2 separate regions of the Astyanax mexicanus genome follow, and region 2 is linked to region 1. A link is a contact called in public Hi-C data. All regions are on one chromosome and are shown on one strand. The core of a region is the stretch at or near the end of the contact, and the rest is flanking DNA. Distances in the headings are between cores, read along the strand shown.

Region 1 (5,744 bases), core at 1,076-3,575:
TTGTGGTATCCCAGCTGTTTCCCAGCTGGTCAGCAGTTGTGGTTTAAGTTGCTGTCATTATCCAGGTGGTTGCCTGGTCAGCTTTTGTATTTCAGGCAGTTGCTAGGTCAGTTGATATGATAATCCAGGTGGTTGCCAGGTCAGTATTGGTATTTTAGGTGGTTGCTAGGTCAGTAGTTTTTCAGGTGGAGCACACAGGATGCGCTCACATACAGTCATTGGCAGGCACCTATAGTATTTTATGCAGTTTTGTATCGTAATGTCAACGACAGAATCGGCCCTTTATAATTATATCAGTTTCTCACCCTGCCTGACCCTGTATGCTCCGTTTCTCTAAATCTCTAAACCCCTGCATTCACCATCCCCTGTTTTTACACGTCGTCTTCTGAGATCTTCTGAGATAGCTCGTGAATTTTTGATCTGAGTTTGAGAGTGGCGGTCAGTAATGATTAATGCGGCGGTGTTGAGGGAAAAGCTCGGCACGTCTGTCCTGGACTCCTGGAGATCCAGCTGTTGGGCTGAGCGGGGAATGGACTGCAGTGGGTTTACAGACTGGGTCGGGTGGGCTGGAGACAGTGCTCAGAGTGTTGTATTAAATGATGAGGAAAACAGTTATTCTGTTTAATAGTGCAGATTTCGCTGCTTTCCCGAGTCTGTGGGCTCGTAATTTCTCCCTGTGTTTTTATGAGGAGTTAGGAGAACGCATGGAGCTGTTAAAGTCATCAGGCCTGTCAGGAGATTAACGGGGCGGAGCCTCTCCTCCATCCTTTGTTCACTGACATCAGCGACACCCACTGTAAGGAAACCATCATTTATTTACGCAAGAAGGAAACAGTGTGGTGAAACCAAGGCACCTGATATTCTGAGATAAGCAATCTACTGTGTGTACAGGAGTGAGTGTAAGATATACTGTATTTTTCGGATTATAAGGCGCACTTAAAATCCTTTCATTTTCCCCAAAATCGTCAGTGTGCCTTATAAACCGGTTCTCCTTATGTGTGAATTTTACCAGTCAGGTATTAAGGAGCAGTAAAGTCACTCCTCTGAAGCAAAGCTTTATACAGGAGTTTCAGTTTAGTTCTCCAGCACCGGGGCTGAGGTAGCATTAGCATTGGCTGCTAACCGCTATTTCCCAGTTCAGAGGTGAGTATTTTTGGCCTGTAGCCTGCTGCTAACCACGACTAGCCCTGCTGGAGCAGTTCAAGGTGTATTTTTCAGTTCTGTTTACACTAGGTTAAAGTAAAAATCCCCAACTGCCTGGGCGTCTTTGTTGGCTGCAGGTCAGCCAACAAAACCACGGGGTGGATTTTTACTTTCTGAGCCTGGAGTACACACCCCTGTGTGTTTACCTAGGTTTAAATTGGATCTCCGGTGGATTTTGTGTTTCACAGAGACTCTAAGACTAAATCAGTGTTTTTCCTCCACCAGTCTTACACACTGCTTTTGGATAACTTTATATCTTTACTCCTGGTGCAAAAATTAAGCAGTTCAGTTTGGTTTAATGGCTTGTGATCATCCATCTTCCTCTTGATTATATTCCAGATAAAAATCATAATTTTTGAGTGGTCTCTTTTTTTCCAGAGCGGTATGTATTTTTCAGTGTCCAATCATTGTTAATATACATTATTAAGTGAGTATTTATGTATTAAGTAAGTATTTAAGACTCTAAGACTAAATCAGTGGCTGAAGTGCACATAGCAGGGCATTATTACACATGTTGTAAAGTAACATATGACAAAGAATGTTACTTTGACAAAGACTGTTATTAGTGTAAAAATGTCTTTATTTGAAAACGTTGTCTGTTGTCTGTCTTGCTTTCTTCTGGTGTCTCAGTGCTGTTAGCCAATCAGAGGCGATCTGTGTTTGCATGCATGAAAATTTATGAGCAAGAGCTGAAATCCTATCATTTCCCCTCCTCCCACTCCTCCACCAGACTAAAGCAGGGTTATACCGGATCACCGGAGCACTTTTTTTCACAAATACCAGCTCACAGGGCGTTCATTCATACTAGAGACCACAACTAGACATTTTAAAATAAATGAAACAAACATGAAATGAGACCTTTAATGAAATTAGTGGTCTGGAAATTACTCAGCAACCCACTTACTAATATCTGTGACTGGGATAAAGCTGATTTTGTTACACTGAGTCCATATTACATCAGGAAACAGATCCAGGCGTATTTTCACAGATTACTGTGTGTAAAGCCTGAGCGTCGCCCCCTCCGTTCCCATCTGCTGGAATGCGTAAAGGATGAGACCTTCCTCTGAGTTACTGAGGGACTGGAGGAAAGTTCCAGAAAGACGCTGAGATCCCCTCGGGTCCGTCTGCTGCGTGCCCTCTCCTCCGGCCTGGAAGCAGGATGTTGTGTGGATCTGTTATTCAGAGGAATCTACTTAGGAACGCCAACGCGGACATTCAGAACTGTGGGAAGGGTTGATCCTCTCAGAGCAGAACGTTTAGAAGATAAATACCCCAAAAAATAACTAAAAGGTTTATTTAGTGTCCCTTATAGAATTTTTATTAACAATATTCTAATGCATAATGTATTAAACACACAGAGTGATCTATTTTAAGTGTTTATTTCTTTTATTGTTGATGATTATTGTTTACAGCCAATGAAAACCCAAAAATCTGAGTCTCAAAAAAATTGAATATTATATAAGACCAATTGTTACATTTGGCAGTGTGAGCAGTGTGCCAAGTCCTGCTGGAAAATGAAATCCTCATCTCTATAAAAGTTGTCATTAGCAGAGGGAAGCATGAAGTGCTGTAAGATTTTGACTTTAGACTTGATGTAACACAGTGGATCAACACCAGCAGATGACATGTCTCTCCAAACCATCACTGATTGGTGGAAACTTCACACTAGACCTCAAGTAGCTTGGACTGTGTGTCTCTCCACTCTTCCTCCAGACTCTGATCACTTGATTTCCTTTAAATGAAATGTAAAATTTACTGATGATCAGTGATGGTTTGGAGAGACATGTCATCTGCTGGTGTTGATCCACTGTGTTTTATTATCAAGTCTTCTTTTGCTTAGATTAGACAGCTTTTGCACATCTCTGCTGGATTTTCTCAGTCAGCTTTATAAGGTAGAGTCACCTAGAAATCAGGCTTTCAGCTGTGCTGAACTCATCAAGAGTCAATAACTTGAATTTCTTGTCTCTTAATAAAGTGTTTGAGAGCATCAGTTAAAGTAAAGTAGTGAAGAGGTACAGGTATACAGTGAATAGTGAATATTTGAGTATCAAAAACGTTATGATGAAACTGGCTCTCATCAGGACTGCACCAGAAAAGGAAGAGCAAGAGTTCCCTCTGTTGTACAGGTTAGGTTTATCAGAGTTACCAGCCTCAGAAACCACAGACCACTTAATGCTTCACAGAGTATTTTGGTTTGTTTAACACTTTTAAGTCACTACATGATTTCTTATGTGTTTCTTTATGATCTGGATGACTTCAGTACAGCACAGTACAACTCAGGTCTTTTCACACACAGAACGAAAAACATTCTCCTAGTCGTTTATTTTCCATGAGTTTAAGGATTAGGCATGGATTCGGTGATAAAAACAAAAGTCATGAGGTATAGAGACGTTCCATAGCTGTGAGTCATGGTCCCACCGGGCCCTGTTTTATTCTGGGTTGTGCCAGAGCATGCTTCTCTGGATGTAACGTAGTTCTGAACATTTTTGTTTTTCAGCTGTAAGTCCAGTGTATACCTGAAACCCCATACCTCACGCAGTGGGCACACGTATGTCAGCGGTGGGGGAAATACCACCACAGCAGTGCTGCCTCTGGAAAAACAAACAGTCGTGGCAGGAGCTGGTTTCACAGCCTGCTGAATTACAGCTATTCAGCTGATCTAATGCAGGTTAATGTAGCTGTTTCTCCTGTTTCCTGTTTTTTTCACTCACATGGCTGAACATGGAACAGGAACAGGGCAGTGACTGCGTATAACCCAATAAAACCCGAGGATTTGTACCTTTTATTAGTTTTTTTTTTTTTTTTTTTACTAAAACCTATTTAGTATCAGTAACTGTAATAAATAATGCAATATCCATTGTGTATTGTCCAGTGTCAGCTATGAATTGTTCATTGTCCACTATGAATCATTAAGAACATACAGTATTTGTAAGTAAGTGAGAATTTAAATAACAAGAAATTGTCCAGTATCCACCATGAATTATCTAGAATTCACTATGTATTGTTTAATGCAGCATGATGGAGTTAGCCAGCACTAGTCTGGATCACTTTACCTATCTGACTTGTATTCCTTCTGGGATCTAAGCTGCCTCCATCGATCAAATGCATGGCCAGTTATTTACTAAAGCGTATTTGTCAGGAACTGTTATGAATTGTTATAAAATATCCATGAAAAAATTAAATTGAAAATGAAAAAATGAAAAAATTGAATAAAAAAATAATTTTGTCTGATTTTGCTATTTATAGGTTTAGGTTTGAGTAAAATGAACATTGTTGTTTTATTCTTTAAACTACCAACAAAATTTCTTCCAAATTCCAAATAAAAATATTCTCATTTAGAGCATCTATTTACAGAAAATGAGAAATGTCTGAAATAACAAAAAAGATGCAGAGCTTTCAGACCTTAAATAATGCAAAGAAAAACAAGTTTATATTAATAAAGTTTTAAGAGTTCAGAAATCAATATTTGGTGGAATAACCCTGTTTTTTAATCACAGTTTTCATGCGTCTTGGCATCATGTTCTCCTCCACCAGTCTTACACACTGCTTTTGGATGCTGCTTTACTCCTGGTGCGAAAATTCAAGCAGTTCAGTTTGGTTTGATGGCTTGTGATCATCCATCTTCCTCTTGATTATATTCCAGAGGTTTTCAATTTGGTAAAATCAAAGAAACTATTTTTGAGTGCTCTCTTTTTTTTCCAGAGCTGTATGTATTTTTCAGTGTCCAATCATTGCTAATATACAATATTAAGTGAGTATTTAAGTTAAGTTATCTTGTATCCACTATAAATAATAATTATGAATGAATAATAATGAATAATAATTCAGAATCTACCAAATAAATTATTCAGTATCTAGTATGAATTATTCAAAAGCTACTATATTTTTTTTGTATCTGCCTCAAATTATTTAGTATCCACTATGAACTAGTCGATATATCCTAAGAATTATTCAGTATATACTAGCAACTGTTTACTATCCACTATTAGTGATTCAGTAATCGCTTTAAATTATTTAGAATATACTATTACTTCCTAAGTATCCACTATGAATTACTCAGAATCTACAATGAATTATTCTGGGTCCACAAGTTTTTTTTTTTTTTTTTTTTTAGATTCTACTAGAAATTGAAGTGTCCACTATGATCTAAAAGTAAAGTATGGAGACAAAATCCAACATCCTTGTAACACTAGTGATACTAAAAAGTGTGTGTGTGTGTGTGTGTGTGTGTGTGTGAGAGTAGCTGGTCTAGCTCTGGATGTCCTGTGGAGCTGCAGCGGTCGCTACATAAACCCCTCTCTCTGCTCAGTGGGGTGGGTTATTATTCTTTCCACAGGATCAGGGCAGTGTTCTGTTACCCGCAGTGGGGGGGTACAGGAGTGCAGTGATGTCAGGTGCCACCCTGCCCCCGTGGAGTGTTAACACAATGTTCAGAGCCACACTAATGGAAACACACGGGGCATCAGAGCGATCCCGTTTCACGGAAAATCTAATAAAAACCCCTCTTTCCAGATTCCTGAATCCCAGTGCAGCTTTCTAAC
Region 2 (5,127 bases), core at 11-2,510, 78 kb before region 1:
TTATGTTTTATTGACAAAATGTTTTGACATTTTGAAGATATATAGATAACTATTTTGTGACGTCAGTTTTGTTCCTAATATTGTGCGGCTCTCGTTAACAAAACAAAAATAACATGATTTTATTTATTATTTCATTATATTGTGATAAATGTTGTTGTAGTAAAGCAATTCGTGGATATTGTGCTAAAAGGAACAGTGACCAACTCTATATATATTCTTTAATCTCGTATGTTTTCTTAATAAAATCTTTTAAAGACAAAAGTCATGTACTTTTTTTAGACTGAATATGAATAATTAAGTAAAATGTGAGAAGTACGGCATTTATTTATTTATTAATCAATTAATTATTAATTAATTTATTTATATATAAATATATTTATTGATAAAATTGCATGTGACAAAAAAAACGTGGTTTCTTGTCAGTATTGAGACGGTATTTTTTTTTTCTTTTTTTCTAAGCTACTTTTTTTTTACGTTTTGTTGACAAAATGTAATTTTAAAGATGTTTAGATTCATATTGCTCATTACATTTAAATTTATTTGTATAACGCTTTTTACAACTGATGTTGTCACAAAGCAGCTATACAGAAATGATTACAGGAAAGAGAATCAGACAAAAACATACAATAGAGAACCCCGAGTAACAGAGGCAGGAAAAACTCCCTCAGAGCTGGAGGAGGAAGAAACCTTGGGAGGATCCATATACTTTATGTGGCCACCTCTGTTTTAATTAGTCCTGTTTAAAACTATGTTTTAATTAGTCCTGTTTAATTGTATGGAGTATTTTAAAAAAAAAAAAAAAAAAAAATATATATATATATATATATATATATATATATATATATATATATATATATATATATATATATATATATATGTTTTATTCTTGTTTATATATATATATATATATATATATATATATATATATATATATATATATATATATATATATTTAGGTAAACACTAAAAGAACATTAAAAAGTGTGTACCGTCATTATTTAAAAATAAAGTTTAAATTTTAATATAAAAAAAAGTTTTTCTTCTTGTCTAAGATGTTGTATTTTATTATTCTATTCTTATACCTTTTAAATTGCAAATGGTCATTAAATTGAATAGTTATTTATTCATAGAATAATTGTTTTTAGTGATGATATAATTGTAGTGTTCATTTCTGTAAATTCCATTAAGCGCACATGCTCGCTGTCGCCCCTAGAGGCCGCCAAAAGCGCGCTGATACTGCCCGCGGGCGCCGCTGTGTATCAGATGGGTGAAAGTAAACAGCTGGGGAAAGTTTGGAGGAATGTGCCGCGCGCGGCTGCAGCGTGTTCTGGGAGAGAGGGAGCGATTAATGAAGTAAATAAAGCGATACAACCCGTAAGTACTTCATTTAACCGCTTTATCTCCCGCTGCCGGGCTGTAGGGTAACTGTTACCTGCTGTTTACCGCAGATCCGCTCACTGTGAGCGGGGAGTGGAGGTGAGCTGATCACACGTGGCGCTGGGTTAGGAGGTCATGGGGTTAGTCTGAACACTGAGCGGGTTATTACTGTGAAACACTCCGTGTGAGAGTTTATTAGGGAAAGTTTGTGTGTGTGTGTGTGTGTGTGTGTGTGTGTGTCTGTCTGTCTGTCTCTCTGTCTGTCTCTCTGTCTGTCTCTCTGTCTGTCTCTCTGTCTGTCTGTTTATAAGATGTGTATTCACTTCCTCGTGCAGGTGAACCCTACAGCCCTGTGGATCTGTATACAGGTTTAAAGTTTGGACACTCCTCTTCTAATTTAATGTGTTTTTCACTTTTTATGTTGTTTTTATGTTTTTTTTTTGTACATTGTAAATTTAGTATTGTAGACTATATTAAAACTCTACAGGAACACATGCAGAATTATTCTGTAAACAGTAAAAAAGTGTTAAACAAACCAGAATATGTTTTTATACTTAAGACATTTATCTCTGAGGACAGATCTGCTCACTCTTGGTGAGATTTTAATCTGAGTGTTAATCTCATGAGGGAGAGTCTCCTGGAATAGTTTTCTCAGCGTCTTGAAAGAAGGAGTTCCTGGAGGTGCTGAACAATAGTTGCTGCTTTTTTTTCCTTCATGCTGTGAAGCTCCAGCTCATCCCAATTAAATCACCTCAAATCTCCATCACAGTTCATCAGGTTTAGATCAGGGGATTGGGTCAGGTAGAGGACAAATACTTTTTGTACTGTTTACTACATAAATTCATATGTGTCCTTTAATCGTTAATAATTTTCATGTCTTTAATATTAATCTACAATGTAGAAAATACATTAAATAAAAATAAAAAAAACGATTAAAAAGGTGTGCCCAAACTGGTGCTTGTATGTATTTAAATGACTATAATATTGATATTCACCATAAAACAGAAAATCCAATGTATCTTAAACAAACATTTCTATGTTAAAAAACTGTTAATTAAATACAAGGGATAAAACGATGAGGGAACACTTGTAACTACTGTTTGTTTTAATATTTATTTATTTATATATAAATATAATCTGTGATTGCAGATTTTTGGATTTTTTCTGCAGGTTTTGGGAAGTTAGGGAAGCTTACTCAATTAAAATTTAATATATACACACTCTAACCTAGGAACATCCTAGCAAATACCTGGGACACCACGGCAACCACCCAGCAACACTCGACACCCATTTATTATTATTTTTTAAGTGTAACATTTGGAAAATGTTCATGTGGAAGATGTGAAATGTACCCAGAATTCTAGATTGGGCCGTACACTATAGAATGGGTGATGTGACTCAGGGTACCTTTTCTGATAATTATATTTTTGGCGATATGACAAAACACTAACAAATATTTTGTTACTATCAGAAATACTAACACTAATGCAACAAAATTAATGTTGAAGTTTTCTTTAATGCAAGTATAACAGTTTAAAACATTCAGCAGAAACAAGAACCCGTCCACATTTCCAATATTCATTAAACAATCTTGCAAAATACTAAAGTGAATATTTATTGCATGTGAATTGTGAATTAAAAAAAGACATGCAGATTATGCATATTACAGTAAATAGAAAAACAAAACAAATTGTTGCTGTCCAATAAAAAAAAACAAGTATCTCCATTTTTTTGTCGATTTTTAGTTACTACATAATCTGAACACACAAACTGTCCCTTACACTGTGTAAATATTTCTTGATGAACGGATTAATAGAAATAGTTAAAAATGACCTGAAATAAACTCTGTTTTTTACATTGACTTTCATTGAAAGTTTTTTTCTCTCTCCTGTAAAGCTGCTGTTTATGAGATTATTATATTATGTTATATTATTGAACAGTGACAAAATACAAAACAGGCTGCTTATAAGACAATTACTTTGTTACATTATATATTGTGTACGATATGATATACTTATACTTATATTATGGTGCACTCCTATTGTCTACAGTAATGCTTTTAATGTGAATATCTGAAGATCTGAAGTTTCTGAAGGCCTGTAGAAGGTAGCAGTGCTGAAGTGTTGGTGTAGGTGGTGGTTTCTCGTGTTGTAACTTGAGCCTGTGGTCCCTGAAGGCAGTCCTAGCTCTGTCCTGACCAGCAGCAGCGGCGGCGGCGGCGGAGGCTCGGGCGGTGTGGCACCTCCCTGAAGGCAAAGCCGCAGAGCTGGACAGACCCAGCAGCTCTGGAGGAGCTGGACGAGCTGCTTTAACAGTGTTAAACAGTGTTTTTATGACTGGAGAAGCGTTTAGGAGCTGGAATATCTGTAGTTCCTGCTGGGCTCCAGGCTGAGGGAGGATCTAAAGTTTGCTGTGAGGCTGTAGAGCTGGAGAAAGTTTGAGTTTGAGTTTCAGTTGAGCGAGTTCTGCAGTCTGGAGTTGAGTTGAGCTGGTGAATCACTTTTTCCTTGCACTGCTGCTTTTTTACAGGGATTGCACAAGCCTCAGTCTGGGGGAAGGAGTGTTCTGAACTGGACCTGGATCTGCGGACGCTGGATCGAGCCCTGTCTGGTGGATAACTGACTGACAGGTGGTGATTTCTGAAGTTGGAAGTCAGGAAATCAGGATGTAGACTCCAAGAAGTTTGGAATATTTGTGTTTGTTCCTTTGATCTCAGTGAATAAAGCAGCTCTGCAGTGGTGTGAACGTTTCAGGACCGTGATGGCTTCAGTTTTGGGATTATTTCTGAGCCCTGGCTGGAAGAGGACGGCTGCAGGACACTCCTGAGACCCGAGACCCTCCTCCCTCGCTCATGGAGCTCCAGCTGGGATGCGGATTGCTCTACTGCTTTCTGCTGCCAGCTTTCCTGCTAGCAGGTAAACCTGAAGATCTGCATTTGTATCAGTGTCAACATAACGTAGCTTTTGTGTTTGCAGCATACTTTTCATATTTACACTCACAAATCACTATCTTACGTATCTTACGATACGATTATATCACGATACTGCGATTCTGCGATACTTAATATATCGCAAGACAATTATCTACGATACTTTACGACATTACATGAAAACTGAAGAGAATAAAATACTCCTAAACAAGCAAATACCAGAAATGATGAATTTAATGGTTTCACAGAGTTTCACACAATTTAACATCTAGTATTCTTCACCACAAGTTTACTCTATTCATTTGATTATAGCGTCACCATGTGAAGTAATGAAGCAGTATAATTATTATTTATTAAACTGTAGTATTAAGTCACAATGGGGAGGAAGTCTTGGGCTACGTTCCCATTACAAGCCACAAAAAATCGGATTTTAGCAATCTTGACGGTTCACATTCACAAAGGTAAGTGATCTGTATCTGTGTGTAATGTGAACAAATCTGTCCCTGAAACGCTGACTCACATGCGCACATTGATACATAGTATGTATAAACCTTGACTTCTTCATCAACAACAAAAATAAAAAACTCATATTAGAGAGACGAGAGACTCGTCTCTTTATAAAGGGAGATATATGTGTTTGTTAGCAGCTCATATGTGGAGCATCTTTTGCTGGAGTGGAGAGTAAACAGCTGGTCTGAAGTTCATGCTCAGGTCGAGGAGGAGAAAAAGAAAAGGCCAGGGGTTTGCTTTTGCTGTTTTTGCAGCTATAGCTGCACAGCTGCACCAAGAGATGGGTACGAGAGAGAAGGACGTAGCGCTAA

What was found. Hi-C and Micro-C count contacts between places; a contact is called where the count stands out from the background.
Region 2: a Hi-C map of muscle shows a contact between it and region 1, with 2.7 times the contacts expected there. The contact joins the promoter of piezo1 here to the enhancer-like site in region 1.

What each region holds. Positions count from the first base shown.
Region 1 is chr23:28,853,717-28,859,460 of AstMex3_surface, reverse strand. All of the region lies in intron 3 of piezo1 (piezo-type mechanosensitive ion channel component 1), which reads left to right. Among protein-coding and RNA genes, the nearest start is that of piezo1, 78 kb to the left of the region's middle. Within about 2 kb of position 2,325, the one cell type or tissue checked has an H3K27ac peak away from gene starts, as active enhancers do.
Region 2 is chr23:28,931,012-28,936,138 of AstMex3_surface, reverse strand. piezo1 (piezo-type mechanosensitive ion channel component 1) reads left to right here and starts at 1,260. Exons shown (of 52, transcript XM_049471026.1): 1 at 1,260-1,374; 2 at 3,907-4,292. The coding sequence starts at 4,229.